Linked DNA regions of Mus musculus: all the other regions are linked to region 1. Evidence: chromatin contacts called from public Hi-C, HiChIP or PLAC-seq and promoter capture Hi-C data. All regions are on one chromosome and are shown on one strand. The core of a region is the stretch at or near the end of the contact, and the rest is flanking DNA. Distances in the headings are between cores, read along the strand shown. Region 1 holds the start of Tpst2 (protein-tyrosine sulfotransferase 2). Region 2 holds the start of Fbrsl1 (fibrosin-like 1). Region 3 holds the start of Ssh1 (slingshot protein phosphatase 1). Region 4 holds the start of Coro1c (coronin, actin binding protein 1C). Region 5 holds the start of Selplg (selectin, platelet (p-selectin) ligand). Region 6 holds the start of Tmem119 (transmembrane protein 119). Region 7 holds the start of Ep400 (E1A binding protein p400).

Region 1 (2,519 bases), core at 14-2,513:
AGGTAGATAAGACTTGGTCACAAATATCATCATAACCATCACATTCCAGAGGCAGTAAAGTGGTAAGGCACTTTGGGAGTTTGGCAGCTCCTCAATAGGTTAAACTTTAAAGGGATCCTGAAATTTAGGCAAAACTGAAAAGAGAAATACAGTGTGTGTATTCCCAGCAACAATACTAATCACAGCCATAAAGGAACATCAACCCACTGTCCATCTACAAACCAATGGACTACACACACACACACACACACACACACACAATATCCACACTAGGAAATACTATGCACATGAGGAACCATACACAGAACCACCCAGAGCAGAGAAATCCATAGACAGATAGTAGTGTAGATGAAGGTGAGCCGGGGTCTGGGGAAAGAGGTTTGGGAGTTGAGGGTTAGGGACTGCTGCTTTGGGGGATGTACAAATGTTCTAAAAGTAGACGAGGATCAGTGCGTAATGTGAGCATCCTAAAACCCACCAACCACCTAAAGTTTACTTCCAAAAGAAGATTTATATGGTTAGTGGATCAGACCTTCAGAAAAAGTGTTACAAAAAAAAAAATCCTTAGATACGGTTTTTAAAACAAGATATGGTAAATGGAATGAGCCCAAGGCGAGGCAAGGCGGGTACAGCGGTTCACAAATAACTTAACAGCTTCTTCAGGGTAACGAAACAAACCCAGTTCTGTATGTCCGGAAACAGAGGCTGGAGAAAGGGCATGTCCCCAATACTAAGCCGGAGCCTCCCAGCCCGATCTGCCCCAATGCAGAAGCTGGGCCTAACTAACCATCGGGCATCCCTGCTAGAATGAAAGAAACAAGGGGTTGGGGAGGGCAAGGAACAGTATGAACACCGGGAGCAGTGGGTACAGGGGCAGCCACCTCTGGGGGGAGGGGGGAGGGTCACACGCTCGCTCGCGCGCACAAAACCCCGCGGGAGAGTTTCTGCCCCGTCCTAGCTGTGAGTCCCAGCGCCCGGGCACGTGACCCCAGGCCTCAGTTTCCCACGTGTGAAGCAGGAAGCAAGCAAAACAGGGCAGAGCAAGAGAGGTCTACGCGTTCTTAAGAACCACCGTGGGCCGCGACCTCCGCAAGTTAACTTCCCCGCGGCGCCGCGCGGGTGGGGCTCCAGGCCACGCGCGTCCTCCCGCGGCGACCAGGCCTGTCCGCGCCGCCCACCGTCCGGACCGCGCCACGCAGCCCTGACCTGGTACTGGCCGAGGCCGCTGCCACCTACCGTGCCCAAATCGGCGCCCGCGCAGACTCCGGCTCCCTGCCGGCCGCCAGGGAGGCGCCGCGAGGGGCGGGGCCGCGTGTCGTGACGCAAGGGGCGGAGCCACTCGTGATCACGCCCCTGTCGCCTAGTGCTTGACCACGCCCCCAACGTCTATCGCTAGAGCCGCGACACTCCAGGCTTGCCCAGAGGGTTGGGGGCGGGACCCAGATAGGCCCTGCCCACACGCACGGCCTCCGCCACTCCCCCTCCCCTAGCTTCCCCTCTAGCGCCATGACGCAAGGGGTGTGGCCAAGAGAGCCCGCCCCTTCCAGCGTTGCCCCGCCCTCATCTCCTCCCCGGGGGCGGAGCCCCTGCCGTTAGAGCTTGCTGCTCTGGCTCCTTTAACTACGCAGGGCGTTCCTCCTCTGCACGGCATCCTTGAGGGCGCAGCCACAAGCTGGCGTTCAGACGCTGAGCGGGATGGCTGTCCGTCAGCGCAGGGGTGTGCACTATAGGTACAGGATTGGGTCCCAGAAAGGAGCCAGCCCAAGGTGTGCAGAGCAAAGGAGAAGGTGTAGGCTAGCCTCTCGCTGCGTCCTCTATAGCCTCTGTTTACAGCGCGCGCGCGCGCGCACGAGTTGTGGTGTGTTTTACCATTTTAAAATACATTAGATGGCTCGTTTGGTAAAGACGCTTGCAATCCCCGAAACCCGTGCAGAGATGGAAGAGTAGAACCGGCTCCACAAAGTTGTCTCCGACCTCCACACGTGTGCCTTGACACACAGTAATAAAAATAAATATTGAAAATAAAATCCTGGTGTTTGCGAGATGGCTTAGTGGGTAAGAGCGCCTGCCTCTAAGTCTGACGACATGAGTTCGATGAGGGACCCACATCATACAAGGACGTACCCCTCCCACCCAAACAAATCCTTTGACCTTCCAGGGTGTTGTGAAACCGTATACCCCAAACCTGTACAAAACTAAATGAAATTCATTTTTATACTAGTTACAACTAACACAAATATCTCTACAGGCCAGACAAAGCAAGGCACACAGATATGTGTTTGTCATTCATTCATTCATTCATTCATTCATTCATGTAGTCTATAAAACAGTGCCTGCCCTGTGGGAGATGCTGGGCTGACAAAGTCCCCGTCTTGGTGAAGCCAGTTACCAAAAATGAAACCACACAACATAGCATTTACTGAGTGCATATTTGAGATTTTTTTTTTTTTTTTGTGACTAACGACACAGCTCTGGGAGTTTTATACTATTTATGGGTGAAGAAAGATCAAAGAGCAAGG
Region 2 (2,519 bases), core at 15-2,514, 1.8 Mb after region 1:
TCTGCGTCTTTCCAACAGGGTTCTTTAGCTAGTTAGATGCTAGCTCTGAGTAGTTTTGTAATAAAATCTGGAATGGGAAGAAGAGGGAAGGCTGGCAGGTAGGCTGGCAGGTGTGTTGGTCCCCGTGTTGTTAAGTGAAAGAGCACACTTGTGGATGATAGGCCACGTTCCCAGATGCCCCAAGGGACGTCTTGGCAGAGAGCCTGTGGCCATCTCAGGAGCCAGAAAATGTGCACTTGAGGTCCTGTCCAGGGGCATTCTTCAGTCGTGTCTGCTTCCTTTCAGGGCCTCTGCTGCCCAGATGTAGGCATGGCTCAATGTCACTTTTCACTCAGTGCCCAATGCCCAAGCTGTGACACCTCCCTTCTCTTCATGTCAAATGTTCTCACTGGAGGAATTGCTGAGACTTCGTGCCCAGCTCCAGGGCATCCCAACTGGGGAAGTTGCTGAGGAAACTCACGGTTTTGTCTAGTTTTGTACTTCCTATCGGCGGTCCCCAAGTCCTTGGACTAGTGTAGGCAGGTCTCTAAGGAAAGACTACTTGAGACTGGAGGGTTTGGTTTTCAGGGCGCTACCTAATTTTGCATGGGGACCAGAGTGAAACTGGGCTTGAGGGCTTGCAGGTGGACGATGACGTACGCGCTGCCTCTAGGACTTCAGCACAGTGAGCCCCCAGCACCAACCTACCTACTCTCTCTCACGTGCTTCCACTCAGTTTGCCCCAAGCTACTGTAGGTGCATAGACCCATCACCTCCTACGGGAAGGGCGGAAGGGGAGGCGCTGATCGCCACAAACTCGCTGTAGGTGGCTGGGCAGTACTTGTAGGCGAGCACTAATTGCCTAGTAGGCGTGGTCAACAAGGCGAGGCATGAAGTAGGAGGGATCTGACCATGACTAGGCTCAGCGACCTGCACAGGTGAGCAGGACCGGAAGGCAAGGGCGGGGCTTAAGGAACTGAGAAAGCGTAGACAAGAGAGGTGGAGCCGGGAAGAATGGGGCGTGATCTGACAGGGTCGGGGGGTCGGAATTCTAAAGAGCTGTGCGCAAACGGGTGTGGCCTGTTGCAGGGGCGGAGCAAAGGGAAAGCTTCCCCCCTTTCGGGGGCGGGGCTTAACGTGAAAGGGCGAGGGCCCGCTCAGCGCAGAGCCATTTAGTCCGGAAGGGCGGGGTCAGGGCGGGGCCAGGGTGGGGCGGAGTCGACGGGTCAGCCTCCCCCAGCTGCGCCCGCTTCCTCTGGCACTCCGGCCCGGCGGAAGTGCGTCAGTTGTTATCCGCTCTGGTCGCTGCCACTACTGTGTCTGCCTCACGGTCCCGGTGCTCAGAAGCTCCGCCACCCGCCGCCTTCTGCCGCTGCCCGCCGGTCGCCATGGGCCGTGTCCCTGGGGACCTGGTCTAGGGTCGCCGAGAGACCGCCGCACTCCGATGCGCGGGACCCGGGGTCCTAGCCCGCGCGGCGTCCGGTGCTGAGAGCCCGCGCCCGGCATGCCCGCCCCGGTCCCGAGCCCGCCCCGGCCCCGAGCCCGCGCGGCGCCCTCGCAGCCCGGCGGCACGGCGTAGCAGGCGGTGCGGGGCGCCAAGGTCACCGCCGCGGCGCCGCCATGGAGGCCAAGGTCCGGCCAAGCCGGCGTTCGCGCGCGCAGCGAGATCGCGGCCGGCGTCGGGAAGCCGCCCGGGACGCCCGCGCCCAGAGCCCGTCGTCGGGTGAGGAGCCAGAGCCCAGTCCTGGCAAGGAGAACGCGGGACTCCACGGCGCGCCGCCTCAGCGCCCTACGCCTCTGCGCGCTGCGCGCCCCCCGCGGCGCCGTCGCCGCGAGTCCAGCTCGCAGGAGGAGGAGGTTATTGACGGCTTCGCTATAGCCAGCTTCAGCACCCTGGAGGCCCTGGAGGTAGGTGGGCTGGAAGGCCAGACCCGGGACCAAGGAAACGCATACGTATGCCTCCTGGCCCCGCGCTGCAACCTTGCCAGGAAGAGGACCTGGAGTGAGGGGTGTGTGGGAGGACTTAAACCACGCCACCTAAGCGGGCTTTGCAGCGATCGTTACTTGTTGCCAAGTTATCGCTGCGTCCGGGACCAGCTGGGGATTTGGACATTGTTGGGCCTCGGGGAGGCAGCGACGATAAAATGGACACTTGGGATTCTTCCTGTCCTATGATCTCTTAAGGGTTCTTTGGAGGGAACCGGGAGTCAACTGGCAAACCCTTCTTGGTGATCATTGCATGGGTATAGGTAATAGATTTGCTAAGAATACTACGTGTTTGACTGAGTTGTCGTGCACAGTATTTGCTGAGCAAAGTGTCCTTCCGACCTGAACTCAGGTTAGTAGAAGAGAAGGAAGTGAGAGAAATGGTCAGTGAGTGAGTGAGTAGTCACTGTGTCTCTGGAACTCAAGTGGTTGAAAATGCTGGTCAGGCCTTCAGGGCACTAGCAGAACCTTCAAACCCCTAGCAATGCAGAGATCTCTGTCTGGGTGAAAACTTTGGGGACCACATCTCATCTGCTGGGCTGTGGTCGCAGGGA
Region 3 (2,519 bases), core at 6-2,505, 1.7 Mb before region 1:
TGACATAGTTGCCTTCTGAAAATGCAGAGGATGCTTTGTGTCGACATAGGGGGCAGTTAATGGCGCCATTCTCAGATCTTTAAAAACCGAGACTCTTTGCACTTAGCAGGAGCGTCTGTTAAATACGAGCAACTGGAAACTTCCTTACATTGCGGGGTAACCCCACTGAAAATCCCCTTTAAGGGTTGGTTACATGGTACATAAAGGAGCCTTGCCACTAAGGCTAGTGACCTGAATTTGATTCATGCATGTATTCATACGCATATCACACACACACACAGATAATAATAAATAAAAATTTAAAAAGAAAGACAATCCTTATTTGAGGATGGAGACTGTTGATACCCTCAAGACGGTGGAAGAGGCAGGGAGGAGCCAGGTTTCCTCTCGGGCTTTGAGGATGATGGAGTGGGACTGGAGACTTGTGATTAGCAAGGCTTGGGTACCACAAGAGGTCCAGAGTAGGGGTCGGGGCTCTGTGAAAGAGAAGTTTCTATCAAGTTGCCCAGTACCGCCTTGCTGGGGTCCCTCACCCTGGCCCACTGGCAACCTTTCCAAAGCCAATGCAACGCGCCCGCTTATCCCCACTGCTGTCCCCGGGCAAGCTTCTGGCCGGCCCACAGTTCTCTCTCCCTCCGTGGGTTAGTCCAGCTCACGGAAATCCTGCCTCCTAGCAAGTACTACTCCTTCGAGAAGCCTTTCCTCTCGCCACCCACTAGTCTGCGTTTCTAGACACCAGAAGGAATTCGAAGATTAGATCAGCCCTTGGTGGTGCAGGCGTTGGAATCCAGGACCTTGAGTAGGCCGGCGGGACACCCTGCTACTGGGCTACACCCCAATCCTATGCAAAGCAACTCTGCAAGCGGATTTCACAGTCCCGGGGGTGGGGTGGGGTGGGGGGAGGCCCCGCACTTTGTATGAGCAGAGTAACTTTCCTTGAAAGAATAAACGAGTGAGTCTTTTACAAACTCTGGGCAGCTTTGCTCTGCTGGCCTTGCCTTCGGAGGCCTCAGTTTCCCTACGCTGCCCGCGAGTCTAGCGGCGGAGGAGGGGCCCAGGCCGGGCGGCTGCAGCCAGCGCGGGGGCGCGCGCGAGTGGACGTGACCGCGCGGCGGGGCCCGCCCCAGGCCGGTCACTGGCGCATGCGCATCACTGCCCGAGCGCTGCGGGCCCGGCGGACTCCGGAGCCGGGGAAGGGGGTGGGGGGTGGGGAGTTTGCGGGAGGGAGGAGGGAAGAGGGAGGGAGCGAGGGGCGGGCCCGGCGCGGCTGCCCGGCCGGCTGCTGGAGGCCCCGGGCCGGGCCCGCGCCGCGATGGCCTTGGTGACCCTTCAGCGCTCTCCCACGCCCAGCGCCGCGTCTTCCTCCGCAAGCAACAGCGAGGTGAGCCCGGCCGCACCCTCCCACAAGGTGTGAGGCGGAGGTGCGTCCGCCCTTGGGGTGCGGGCGTCCCCGCGTCCCGGTGACTGAGCATGCGCCGGGCTGGGGTCGCGGAGGTGGGGGGGCGGGGGGGGATGCTTCCAGATCGCAGGGCACCAGGAAAGGCTCTGGTCGGCTCTGGGCTGCAGGGTCTCGGGTTCCGCTCGGGGCCTGAGCTCATGCTGCTTAATCGGGGTAGATGGGGACCGGAGCGTCCGGGTCCTCAGGACGGCCTGCCCCAGGCTGTGCTACCCCAGCCGGGCTCATCCCACCCCCTTCCCCTGATGAGCTTAAGGCCTCGGAGTAAACCCCGGATGACCCAGCCGGCTGCAGGGGACGCCCCGCTGTGCTGGGCTAGCCCCGCAGGCCCAGGAAGTTGCCAGCTGGAATCTGGGCCCTCTCCCGGGGTTGTGTGTCTGCGTGAGACTTGGCTCAGCACCCCTGCGTGCCCGTGTTGGTGCGTTTTGGGCTCGTCTTGCGGGGACTGGCAGGCATCTTTGCAGAATGGCTGTGAGGTTAAGCCTCCAGGGCCCTTTCTGTCTGAGACTCTTTCATGAGTTTTATCTGCAGGCAGAAGGTTCTGGTTGCCTCCTCTTTGCACACAATTAGGCAGGGCAACTGAGAAGTTAGATTGTAGTAAGGCCTCTCTTCCCACACAGCTCGGTTCCCCTACAACAGTTTACAAAGTGCCTTTTATCTTGTGTTCTTCCTAGGAAACTACAGGAGCATAGGGAAGCAGGGAGGGGCAGTACAGGCCTTTGCAGCCGAAATTCTCTTCCTTCCTTCCTTCCTTCCTTCCTTCCTTCCTTCCTTCATCATGTAGTTGTGGCTGGCCCCCTGCCTCTGCGTCTCAGATGTTGTCAGTTCAGAAGAGCTTTCCACACCTGGCTCTCAGCCTGGATTTCTAGCCAACTTCCATAATGTTATGGGAATTTAACACTTGGTCGCTTCCAGTTCCTGTATTAGACACATTTTTAGGCTTTTAATCTTTTTTTTTTTAGTTGAGATGTAACTCACAGCCTGTGGCTTTACCTTTTGGAAGTATGTAAGTCAGCGTTAGTAGACACACCCGCTCAGCCACTCAGTCCCGAAGCTTCAGCGC
Region 4 (2,519 bases), core at 6-2,505, 1.6 Mb before region 1:
CACACACACACACACACACACACACACTTTGCCTAATTTTATTTTATTTACTTATTTAGAGACAGAGTTTCTTTACATATCCCTGGATGTCCTGGAACTCAGTATGTAGACCAGGCTGGCCTGGAACTACTGACGGAGATCCACCTGCCTCAGCCTCCTCAGTGTTGGGACTAAAGGCGTGTGCCTTCTGTTTTGAGGTGGCAGTTTATCTTAATTCCTGCAACAAGAATTCAGGGGTTCTACCACTGAATGCCGACCACAGATTCCTGGACATCTCTGAGGCTAAAACAAAGTGAAAATTCATCCCTCTGCGAATTGTAAAGATGCCTTGCTTTGGGAAATAAATGGCCCAACCCCTCAGCTGGCCCAGATCTCTGGACGCAGTTTCCTTAGATCTTGGTATTTCAAAGCTTGATATTTCTGAAGGGGCTTTGGCTAATAGTGGGATAACCTTACACTCAAGATTAGGAAACTGAAATCCAAAGAGGTGAGTGAAATGGTCCCTGGGTCACTTCATTTGAGAGTAACAGGGCTAGGACACATATCCACGTGCTCATATGGAGGGACTTTAGCCAGGGAGTCTTCATTGCTTCTCCTTAGCTCTCTCTCATAGGTGTGGTCCAGCCCAAGGGTTGCCACCCTGCCCTGGAGAGTAGTGGGAGAGAGCGTGGGTGAGAGGGTTGAACCAGCCCTGATGGAGGTGGGGCTAAGAACTTGGGGCGGGGCTTACGGTTTAAGTACGCTCAGGGCTGTGGGCGGGGCTTGAGGTACAGCAAATAGGATGATCATAGGTTCCCCGGGTCTTCAGGAAATCCGAGCGGGGATTTGCGGCGCTCAACTGGGGGAAGCTAGGTTTTGGGGGCGGGGGGAAACCAAGCCCTGCTCACGGACTCGGTGGGCAGTTAGATGCGCTCAAACGACCATCCTCATAGAGAGGCTCTGCAGGGCCGTGGGTGGAGCTTAAGAACGCCCGCTCTGGTTCTAAAGACCTGGGTGGGGCTGGAAGGAGCCCGTGGGCGTGGCCACCCGGCCATTCAAGTGCCCCGGAAAGCGGGCGTGGGCTCCGAGTCTCCTTGCACCTCCCCGCGCCACCACAGGGGGCGCTCTAAGGAGAGCCGGGCATCTAACCGGGACCTTCCGGAAGTGGGCGTGGTGAAGCGTGGTTCGGCGGCGCTGGTTGGGCGCGGCCCCGGCGCGGGGGCGGGGCCCGCGCGCGCGAAGGCCTGGGCAGCGGCGGCCGCGCCCCTCCCCCGCGCGGCGCTCAGTGCCAGGCGGGAGGCGGCAGCGGTTGGAGGCTTCGCGGGGCTTTGCAGCAGGGACTTCGGCGGCGCCTCAGGCACCCGGGCTCTGGTAAGCAGCGCGCGCTCAGGACGGGGCAGCTCCGGAGCGAGCCCGGGGCGGGCGGGCCGGCCTCCGGGACCCCGCGTGTGAAGCTCTCGGCTGACAGGAGCCGGCGGCGCCGAGTGGTGCGGGGCGCACGCGCATGCCCCGGGCGCTGCGGCTGGGGAATGGCCGTCTGCGGGCAGCCGTGGGCCCGGCAGCCGTGAGGCGGTGTCTGAGCGCTGCGAAGAGCCTGCGGCCGAGCGCTCACGTGGGGCTGGGTCCGCGGGGGACCCCCGGTGTGCGGGGCGCGCCCGGGCGGGGCTCCGCCTGGCTCGCAGTGCATGGCCTCCTGGACCCTGAAGACCTGGGGCGGGGGCGGGCTGCAGTGGCGTGGCCTGGAGGAGGAACCCTGTCCCGGGTGCGGAACCTAGTGACCCGCGGGGCAGGTGGGGCTCAGCCGCGCCGAGATGGCTAGGATGACATCAGAGGTGGAGGGTGGGGACGCCCAGCCCAGCTCTGCCGCCGGTCCCCCGGCGGGCGTACGCACAGCAGCCCTATCTATCTCCAGTGATGTGAATGAGCTGGGGGGAAGTAGCCGGCTGCAGGGCTTTCGGAGAAGAAAGGGGCTTCCTCCCGGAGGGAGGTGCCGGCCCCGACGTCCTTTTTTGGGAGTGTTCAAAGGGTTTTTTTTTGCAGGCTGGAAAAGGAAATGCAGGCTTTCTCTCCGTCGTGGTTTAGAATCACATCCTATATTTGGCCTTCATGTAGGCTGCCCTTGTTTTGTGGTGTCAGAACGGCTTGCTCTACACATTTCGGTCGTGGGATTCAGAGTGAGAAGCAAATTGCAAGTTGTTCGTCTCTCCCGGAATTGCTTCCTGTAAGCATTTGAAAGAGAATTGACCGCAGAGCGTGCTTATTCGCAGGGCCACAATATGTTTAGTTTTGGAAATGGTTGGCACGAAATAATTGTACTCCCATCCCGTGGCCTTCCCTACCGGGATTATATTCTAAAACAGTACTTGCGAGGCTCTTAGTCACCCTATATAATAAAGCGTCTTATTGTCCTTGTCTGGCAGCACCCTGACACCAGGGCCTGCTAGTAGAGGGAAGAACATGATGAAGTACAAGTAGTTGCTTCCTGCCTCCTTCTCGGGTGTGAAGGCAAATGGTAGTTCATATTCCTGTCTGTCCGCAGC
Region 5 (2,519 bases), core at 12-2,511, 1.6 Mb before region 1:
TCATCTCCTGCCTGACCCCGTAGCTCACCCTGGAGTGTCGCTTTTACTGGAGGGTATGTGGTCATGGTCTACCAGCCTGTTTACTGGCTGGCCTCACCATCCCATGGACAAGGGGGATTGTATGAGACCAAGGCTGCTGATCAACCTGAGATACAGGCAAAGGAAATCTGTTGGGCAAAGGAACAGATAAGGGAGAAATCCATTGGGGAATGACCCTCCCTGTCTGGCGAGTCCTTGACTGTTGGATTTTTCATGGAGCAGTTAAGACAGGGTCTTACTTTTTTGTTGGTTTGGTTTGGTTTGGTTTTTTGGTTTTTTGAGACAGGGTTTCTCTGTGTAGCCTTGGCTGTCCTGGAACTCACTCTGAGATCAGGCTGGCCTCAAACTTAGAAATCTGCCTGCCTCTGCCTCCCAAGTGCTGGGATTAAAGGTTCGAGCCACCACTGCCTGGCGAGTAACTTTAGCCCAGGCTAGCCTCAGACCCACAGTACTCTTCCTGCTTTGGCATCCCCACCACTAAGATTAAAAGTGAGAGCCACTACACCCAGTTATGTAGAACCCTGTGAGAGGAAAAGCCTCGTAGCCCCAGAGAAAGGAGGATCCTGAGGCCAAGCTGAGCTGTGGAGACGTGGAGAGGTTGGGGAGTATGCACAAGAATGCATGTGACTCACACACAAGCACATGTACAAACACACGTGTACATGCATGCACACACGTACACAAATGTGCATATACACATGTATACACACATGCACACATGAGCATGCACATGTACAAATGCATGCACATACACACATGAGCATACACATGTACAAATGCATGCACATACACACATACATACACACATGTGCACACAAGCACACACGTGTGCACACACCAGCATGCACACACACAAAAAACACTCTATGCATAAGCTCCAAAAAGGTGGGTGATTTGCAGTTCCTGCCCCTCTGCCTCCCATTCTCCATCTCCATTGAGACCCTCCCTCCCTTCTGTCTGGCCTTTGCCTCCATGGCAGGGGTTCTCTCTGGTTGCCTCTCTCCAGTTGCCCATAGAACAAGGCTGTGACTCTTCTCTGAGGTCTCATGTAGAGGTCCCCTCACAGTAAGCACCCCCCATACCTTCCTTGAACTTTCAAGATTGTTATCAGTCCCAACAAACCGCCATCACACTGCCCACCCAGCTTTAATCAGACTTGTCACCAAAGCTGTCACAAACAAGGGGGTGTGGGCGCGTCACGTGACCAGCCTGAGTAACCTCATTCTCGCTTCCTTCTTCCACACCCTGCCGTTGGGGGTTGGCGGGCAGATTGGGACCACAAGTGTCTGGCAGTGTGGACTGGGGCCCTGTCACTGAGGCAGAGTCGTTTGCTTCTGGGCCCTGAGGCAGCTGCCCCATGCTCTGTTGGGCACGGTAAGTCTGATTCGAAAAACCATGGGGAGTGGCTGGGGGCCCAAGGGACAAGGAGCCCGCCTTTGCAAGGTGCCTGGGCCCTTGTGAGTGGTGCTGACGTTCTGGGCCGAGGTCTCCCAGGAGACTTGGGCTTCTCCATCCTTAGCTGAAAATGCTCAGCTACTGCCTGTTTACCAGGCTGGCCTTGCAGTCTCTGTGTGGAGGCTCAGAGAAGCCCGGGTCCTCTGCCCTGAAACTATCCCACCCTTCCTCTCAACTGTGGGAAGCTCAAGGCCAGAGCTGAGACTGAGTCTGGACGAGTCGTGGAGTTTGTCTCAAGGTTGTTAAGGCATGAAACATTCTTTGGGATACTCTCTCTCTCTCCTCCTCTTCCCTCCCTCCCTCCCTCCCTCCCTCTCTCTCAAATCAGATATGGTCTCCATTTGTTCATAGGCTAGCCTGGAACTCTATGTAGCCCAGGCTAGCCTCTTGCCTTGGCCTCATGCTAGGGTTATATAGGGTTATATAGGTTATATGCACCACCATACCAGCCTTCTTGGATCTAAATTTTTATTTTCATTTATTATTATTTATTAACTATTATTTGCATATGAGCATATGGCATGGGCACTTGTGCGCATGAGCAGGCACATGAGTGTTATGCAGTATGTGTGGAGGTCAGAGAATAACTTGGGGGAGTCAGTTCTCTCCCACAGTGGGTTCTGGGAACTGAACTCAGGTCAGCAGGCTTCCCCAGCAAGCACTTTGACCCTCAGAGCCATCCAGCCTCCACTTTAATCCCTTTTTTCTTATTTATTTATTTATTTATTTATTTATTTATTTATTATATGTAAGTACACTGTAGCTGTCTTCAGACACTCCAGAAGAGCACATCAGATTTTGTTACAGATGGTTGTGAGCCACCATGTGGTTGCTGGGATTTGAACTCAGGACCTTTGGAAGAGCAGTCGGCAATCTTAACCGCTGAGTCATCTCACCAGCCCTGCCTTTTTTTTTTTCTTAATTAAATCAGATTGAGAAAACAGTACTTGTTCATAGGAAATTGTTTTTTTAAGTTGGTATTATCATTATCATTGCTATTATTTTATTATTATTATTAATTTTTT
Region 6 (2,519 bases), core at 7-2,506, 1.5 Mb before region 1:
GAGTGAGTGAGTGGATGAGTGAGTGAATTAATGAGTGAGTGGATGAGTGAGTGAATGAATGAATGAGTGAGTGAGTGAATGAGTGAGTGAATGAATGAGAGGACGAGTGAGTGGATGAGTGAGTGAGTGAATGAATGAGAGGATGAGTGAGTGAATGAATGAATGAGTGAGTGAATGAATGAGAGGATGAGTGAGTGAATGAATGAATGAGTGAATGAGTGAGTGAATGAATGAGTGGATGAGTGAGTGAGTAGATGAGTGAGTGGATGAGTAAATGAATGAATGAGTGGATGAGTGAGTGAGTGGATGAGTGAGTGAATGAATGAGTGAGTGGATGAGTGAGTGAATGAATGAATGAGTGGATGAGTGAGTGAGTGAATAAATAAGAGGACGAGTGAGTGAATGAATGAATGAGTGAGTGAATGAATGAGAGGATGAGTGAGTGAATGAATGAATGAGTGAGTGAATGAGTGAGTGGATGAATGAGTGAGTAGATGAGTGAGTGGATGAGTGAATGAATGAATGAGTGGATGAGTGAGTGAATGAATGAATGAGTGAGTGAATGACTGGATGAATGAGTGAGTGGATGAATGAATGAGTGAGTGCCAGGTCCCATGGATCAGTTACCTATGGTGCTTCAGGGTATTTGAACTCCCCACCCCCTCTCCACTTCTGTGGAATGGGCTCATAGCTTCTGCTCAAACTGCCCTACTAGGGCTTAGTGAGGTCTCAGAGTTCAGGATGTCAGTACCTCAGGGAGTACCCTGACCCCCTAAGAATGGAGAAACTGAGGCCAGGGGAGGAAGGGCCCGGGCAGTGCCTGATCTCAGCATCCCCAGGTTTCCCTGAGACACCCCCACTCCCACTCTGCACCCTAAGCTTGGAAATCCTGAGTCACAGCTGGATTGGGCCACGCCACGGAGATTTTTTCCTTCCCACTTCCAGGGGCCCCAGATCTTCCTGACCTCATCCTTCAGGGAGTGTGGGGGATGGGACGGACCTCAGCTCAGAGTTCTGGGAACGTTCTCCTGGAAGCCCCTCTGTCTGTCAGTCTGTCTGAGCCTGCCCAGGGGACCTGAGGTCAAGAAGAAGCAAGCTTGGAGTGTGAAGAGGGTGGGACTGTGGGTGGCCCGGCATAGTCCCGCCCCACACTGTCCCCACCCCAAGCCCTCTTAATGAAATCAAGCTGGCCCTCCAGCCCAGCAGGGAGGAGGAAAGGGGAGGGCCTGGAGGCCGAGGCGGGCAGGCACCAGCCAGAGCAGCTGGCGGCAGACGGCAGGCAGACAGTCAGACCGTCTAGCGGGCCTGGCTTGCCTACCTGGCAGCTGCACCCGGTCCTTCACCCAGAGCTGGTAAGTCTCTGCCTCCTGCTGCTGGGGACTCTTGGAGAACTCCGCAGAATCCCTAAGTGTGCGTGCAATCTGTGTGTGTGTTTGAGGCCGTGAGCACCCATGTGATTAGATATGTGATTAGATGTGTGAGCATGGATGAAGGCGGCACGCGTGTAGTTGGGATGTAGAGAGGGTGCCAGGGCGACGTTTCCAGGGCCAGTGTGCTGCTGGTGTAAACTTGTATTGTCCCGTGTGTTGCGGTAGGCTGTGTTTGGGATGTCTGATGCACCACTTGGAATACTTGTGTGTGTGTGTGTGTGTGTGTGTGTGTGTGTGTGAGCTTATGTGTAGACTCTGAGACCTCAGGCTCCTTCCAAGCCTCTTCTTGAGGGACCAGGACCCTGTCCTTGCAGGCAGGCCCTGAGGGAATAGGCTAGGCATACAATGTTTCAGCCACAGCCCCCCCCCCCCCAGTCTCCTAATTGAAGCCAGGTTTCTGTGGCCTGCCTCTCCATCACTGGCCATCCGTTTCTGAGTGAGGGCTGGTAGAACAGAGGCTCTGGGTTAGCTGTCTCAGGTCCTTGGGTACCCAGTCCTTCCTTCGGGGTGGATTCGCCTCATCTGCATATTCATGGACATCTCAATTTAAAACAGAAGCTCTTAAGACAGAGGGTCTAGCAGGGAGAGCATACTGGACAAGTGCATCCACTTGCTAACATTTATTACATGCTAGGCACTGCTGTGACCTGTCCCCATTGCGCAGATGTGGAAACTGGAGCTCAAAGGGTTGACATGCCCAACCCTTTGGGAGGGTATAGTCGAGCTGTTCTGAGCCACCTCTCCATCAGGGGCTCTCTCTGTTGGGCAGGCTGTTTACAGTCTGACTGAGTTCCCTCTGGTGCGAATCCTGAGTGCTTGTATAGGAGCAGGCAGGCAAAGGACGTCTGGCACATCAGCAATCATTTCAGACCTGTTCAGGTCAGTTCTTCTGTTCCCCAGAGGGGAAACTGAGGCTTGGAGAATTTAAGGGTCCCATGACCATCTCCATGCAGACCTGAGTCCTCTTGTTTAGTCACCTGCTACCTTTCTCTGGGAGCAAGGAGAGACTGGGGGGGGGGGTGAAGTTCTGAGAGTAGGGGGTCTTGTTCTTCAGAGACAGGAATGGTTTCTGCTTCTTCTTCTGCACCC
Region 7 (2,519 bases), core at 8-2,507, 1.5 Mb after region 1:
TCCTTTATTTTAGAGTTTCATGCATGTATGTTTTGGTCATATCCACCTTCTCTTCATTTCCCCTTATTCCCTACAACTTCCACTGGCTCCTTCCTAACACATTTCCCTCCTGTTTTTTATTTTGAGATGGGGTCTCATGTATTCCAGGACAGCCTCAAACATGATGAATGGATGAAGCCAGCATGAACCCCAGATCTTGCTGCTTCAGCCTCAAGTTCTGGGATTATAGCAGTGGTTCTCAAACATTCTGATGCTGTGACTCTTTAATACAGCTCCTTATGTTGTGGTGACCCCCAACCATATTTCATTGGTACTTCATAACTGTAATTTTGCTACTGCTATAAGTTGTAATGGAAATAAATATCTGACATGCCGGATATCTTATATGTGACCCATAGGCTGAGATCCACTGAATTACAAGCTTGTGCCACGAAGCTCAGTTAATTTCTTCCTTTTTTTTATAGTGTTTTTAAAATTATAATCTTTTGTTGGGCAGTGGTGGTGCATGCCTTTATTTAATCCCAGCATTTGGGAGGCAGAGGCAGGTGGATTTCTGAGTTTGAGGCCAGCCTGGTCTGCAGAGTGAGTTCCAGGACAGCTAGGGCTGCACCGAGAAACCCTGTCTCAAAACAAAACAAAACAACAAAACAAAACAACAACAACAAAAAATATATATATAAAATCTTTTTCAAACTCGTACTACAATCTTACCTCCTCTTGGGTCGTGGTTTCTTTTGCATTTCTGTGATGTCTAATGATGCTGGATGTATTTTCAGACTTCTGCTCACTGCGCCTCAGGCGCCTTTTTGTTCATAGGGCTAGTCCCCTATTTCCCACGGAGGCGGAGCACACCCAGAGGATGCGATCAGGTCCGCTCGAGCTTTCCTAAACAGCCTCCCCCGCTGGAGCGAGTCGCCAGGTGGCGTAACTGAGTGAAACTCGGGGTCCGCCCCCAACTGACGAGGCCACGCCCCTTCCCGAGTCTACCGGAACTTCCCCGAGGCCTGAGGCTCCGCCTTGTACCCATGAGGCCACGCCCCAGCCCGCGTGCACCGCCTCAGCCCCCCCAGCCCTTCCCTGCGCGTGCGCCGACTCCCCTCGTCCTGTCCGAAGCGGTCCCGCCTCGTACGGATGAGGCCTTTCGGAGGCGGCCCTGAGGTGGCTCTCCGCTCTCCAAACTCCGCCCAACGCACCTCCTGCATACAGCTCCGCCCCTAACCGCCTGCTTAAGAAGCCGCTTCGGTCCTGCCTCCGCCGTCAGCAGCGCCTCAGCTTCAGGCGACCCCGCGCGGCTGCGAGCGGCCCTACAGGATAGGTACCGTTAGTCCCTCGCCGCGCGCCGTAGCACCGGCGCTGCTACTTCCTGTGCCCGTGGACCCGGATGTGCCGAGCGGCTGCGGCGCGCTCGAGCCTCCCGGCTGTCCTGACGCGGCGGAGCGCGGCTTTTGCTCGCGGTGCAAGCGAACGGGATAGCGTCAGCGGGTGAGAGGCGGGACGGTGGGTGGTAGGCGGCAACGGCGGCGTGCCGAGCGGTTGTGTTTAGCGGTGCTGCTGCTGCTGGCGTCGCGGCGGGCCCAGGCCGCGGCGGCGCTTTGTCGTGGGCGGGCGGGGCCGAGGGGCCGGGCGGCGCTGAGAGGGGACCGGTCGGTGGCTCGGCGCGTGGTCCGGCCTCAGCAAGGCCCTTCTCTGGTCAGCGCTCTCGAGTGCGCCGTTCTTTCTGGGCAGGCGCGCGGCCGTTTCCGAGCGCTCGGGAAGGCGGGGCTCTTAACGCCCGCGGCACCGTTGGTCCGCGGCGCGCGGGGCTTCCTTTCGCGACGTAGAGCCTTGAGCGGAGACAGAGCGGGAAGGACGCCGGGGATCTGGCAGAGCTCCCCGGGCCGGGGCTCGGAGGTGTACCATCAGCCGCCGAGCCGCTGTCTCCGCAGGTCTGTCCCTAGGTCCAGTATCCTGGAGCACCGCGACTTGGAATTGGGGGTTGCGCTCATCCCTGGCACTTGTCACTTGTGCTCTCGATTATACGTGTGGCAAAAACGGTCCTTGTTTTGTTTCGGTTTTGGTTTTGTTTCGCTTTTCCATTTTAAGTCAGGGTCTTACCCTGGAGCCTTGGCTGGCCTTTTAACTCGCCATTTAGACCAGGCTGGCCTTGAGCTCACGAAGATCCGCGATTCTTGTACCTGGGTGTGTGTGTGTGTGTGTGTGTGTGTGTGTGTGTGTGAGAGAGAGAGAGAGAGAAAATGAATGAATGAATATGAATTATACAATTTGGATGGCCACAAGGCAAACCACATGTTAACTTTAAATCTTCTTTTTACGTATTTAGGTTTTCTGAGACAAAAAGTCTCATGGAAGTCCGAATCAGCCTGGACTAGACTCATTAAGTAGTCCAAGCTGGTCTGTAATTCTTAGCAATCCAGATGCCTCCACCTTGATACTGGGTTTGCAGGTGTGAGACATCATGCCTGGCTGTTTTTATTTACTTGCCATTGAGAGGAATCTTTGTGTCCCAGGCTGGCCTCAGA

What was found. Promoter capture Hi-C pulls out the DNA fragments that hold promoters and counts their contacts. Hi-C and Micro-C count contacts between places; a contact is called where the count stands out from the background. HiChIP or PLAC-seq counts read pairs in DNA pulled down with a chosen protein or histone mark. Capture Hi-C pulls out chosen DNA fragments and counts their contacts.
Region 2: an H3K27ac HiChIP or PLAC-seq map of extraembryonic endoderm stem cells shows a contact between it and region 1, with 12 times the contacts expected there. The contact joins the promoter of Fbrsl1 here to the promoter of Tpst2 in region 1. A contact is called at or near these places in 3 of 39 promoter capture datasets (frontonasal cranial neural crest and liver), 2 of 484 Hi-C or Micro-C datasets (CD8 T cells and uterus), 2 of 115 datasets of contacts at active chromatin or transcription factors (extraembryonic endoderm stem cells and thymic regulatory T cells) and 1 of 9 other capture datasets (adipose tissue).
Region 3: a contact with region 1 is called in a FOXA1 HiChIP or PLAC-seq map of pancreatic cancer cells. The contact joins the promoter of Ssh1 here to the promoter of Tpst2 in region 1. A contact is called at or near these places in 2 of 39 promoter capture datasets (the 3T3-L1 cell line and pre-B cells), 1 of 484 Hi-C or Micro-C datasets (the G1E-ER4 cell line) and 1 of 115 datasets of contacts at active chromatin or transcription factors (pancreatic cancer cells).
Region 4: a contact with region 1 is called in a promoter capture Hi-C map of pre-B cells, with 5 times the contacts expected there. The contact joins the promoter of Coro1c here to the promoter of Tpst2 in region 1. A contact is called at or near these places in 3 of 39 promoter capture datasets (the 3T3-L1 cell line, liver and pre-B cells), 2 of 484 Hi-C or Micro-C datasets (B cells and the G1E-ER4 cell line) and 1 of 115 datasets of contacts at active chromatin or transcription factors (pancreatic cancer cells).
Region 5: a Hi-C map of B cells shows a contact between it and region 1, with 13 read pairs. The contact joins the promoter of Selplg here to the promoter of Tpst2 in region 1. A contact is called at or near these places in 3 of 39 promoter capture datasets (the C10 cell line, the HPC-7 cell line and pre-B cells), 4 of 484 Hi-C or Micro-C datasets (B cells, CD4 T cells, CD8 T cells and 1 more), 5 of 115 datasets of contacts at active chromatin or transcription factors (the 230-238 cell line, T-cell acute lymphoblastic leukemia, large pre-B cells and 2 more) and 1 of 9 other capture datasets (liver).
Region 6: an H3K4me3 HiChIP or PLAC-seq map of the 230-238 cell line shows a contact between it and region 1, with 6 times the contacts expected there. The contact joins the promoter of Tmem119 here to the promoter of Tpst2 in region 1. A contact is called at or near these places in 2 of 39 promoter capture datasets (the 3T3-L1 cell line and the C10 cell line), 1 of 484 Hi-C or Micro-C datasets (B cells) and 1 of 115 datasets of contacts at active chromatin or transcription factors (the 230-238 cell line).
Region 7: a promoter capture Hi-C map of adipose tissue shows a contact between it and region 1, with 3 times the contacts expected there. The contact joins the promoter of Ep400 here to the promoter of Tpst2 in region 1. A contact is called at or near these places in 2 of 39 promoter capture datasets (frontonasal cranial neural crest and maxillary cranial neural crest), 1 of 484 Hi-C or Micro-C datasets (B cells), 4 of 115 datasets of contacts at active chromatin or transcription factors (embryonic forebrain, microglia, pancreatic cancer cells and 1 more) and 2 of 9 other capture datasets (adipose tissue and liver).

What each region holds. Positions count from the first base shown.
Region 1 is chr5:112,275,489-112,278,007 of GRCm38.p6, reverse strand. It overlaps Tpst2 (protein-tyrosine sulfotransferase 2), which reads right to left and starts at 1,263. Exons shown (of 7, transcript NM_009419.5): 1 at 1,237-1,263.
Region 2 is chr5:110,447,248-110,449,766 of GRCm38.p6, reverse strand. It overlaps Fbrsl1 (fibrosin-like 1), which reads left to right and starts at 1,264. Exons shown (of 19, transcript NM_001142642.1): 1 at 1,264-1,887. The coding sequence starts at 1,600.
Region 3 is chr5:113,992,526-113,995,044 of GRCm38.p6, reverse strand. Ssh1 (slingshot protein phosphatase 1) reads left to right here and starts at 1,255. Exons shown (of 15, transcript NM_198109.5): 1 at 1,255-1,381. The coding sequence starts at 1,313.
Region 4 is chr5:113,907,442-113,909,960 of GRCm38.p6, reverse strand. Coro1c (coronin, actin binding protein 1C) reads left to right here and starts at 1,255. Exons shown (of 11, transcript NM_011779.3): 1 at 1,255-1,350.
Region 5 is chr5:113,829,243-113,831,761 of GRCm38.p6, reverse strand. Selplg (selectin, platelet (p-selectin) ligand) reads left to right here and starts at 1,261. Exons shown (of 2, transcript NM_009151.3): 1 at 1,261-1,413.
Region 6 is chr5:113,799,133-113,801,651 of GRCm38.p6, reverse strand. Tmem119 (transmembrane protein 119) reads left to right here and starts at 1,256. Exons shown (of 2, transcript NM_146162.3): 1 at 1,256-1,352. Gm42004 (a long non-coding RNA gene) reads right to left here and starts at 1,086. Exons shown (of 5, transcript XR_878692.2): 1 at 1,001-1,086.
Region 7 is chr5:110,769,455-110,771,973 of GRCm38.p6, reverse strand. It overlaps Ep400 (E1A binding protein p400), which reads left to right and starts at 1,257. Exons shown (of 52, transcript NM_029337.2): 1 at 1,257-1,482. Gm15559 (predicted gene 15559) reads right to left here and starts at 1,025. Exons shown (of 2, transcript NR_152254.1): 1 at 712-1,025.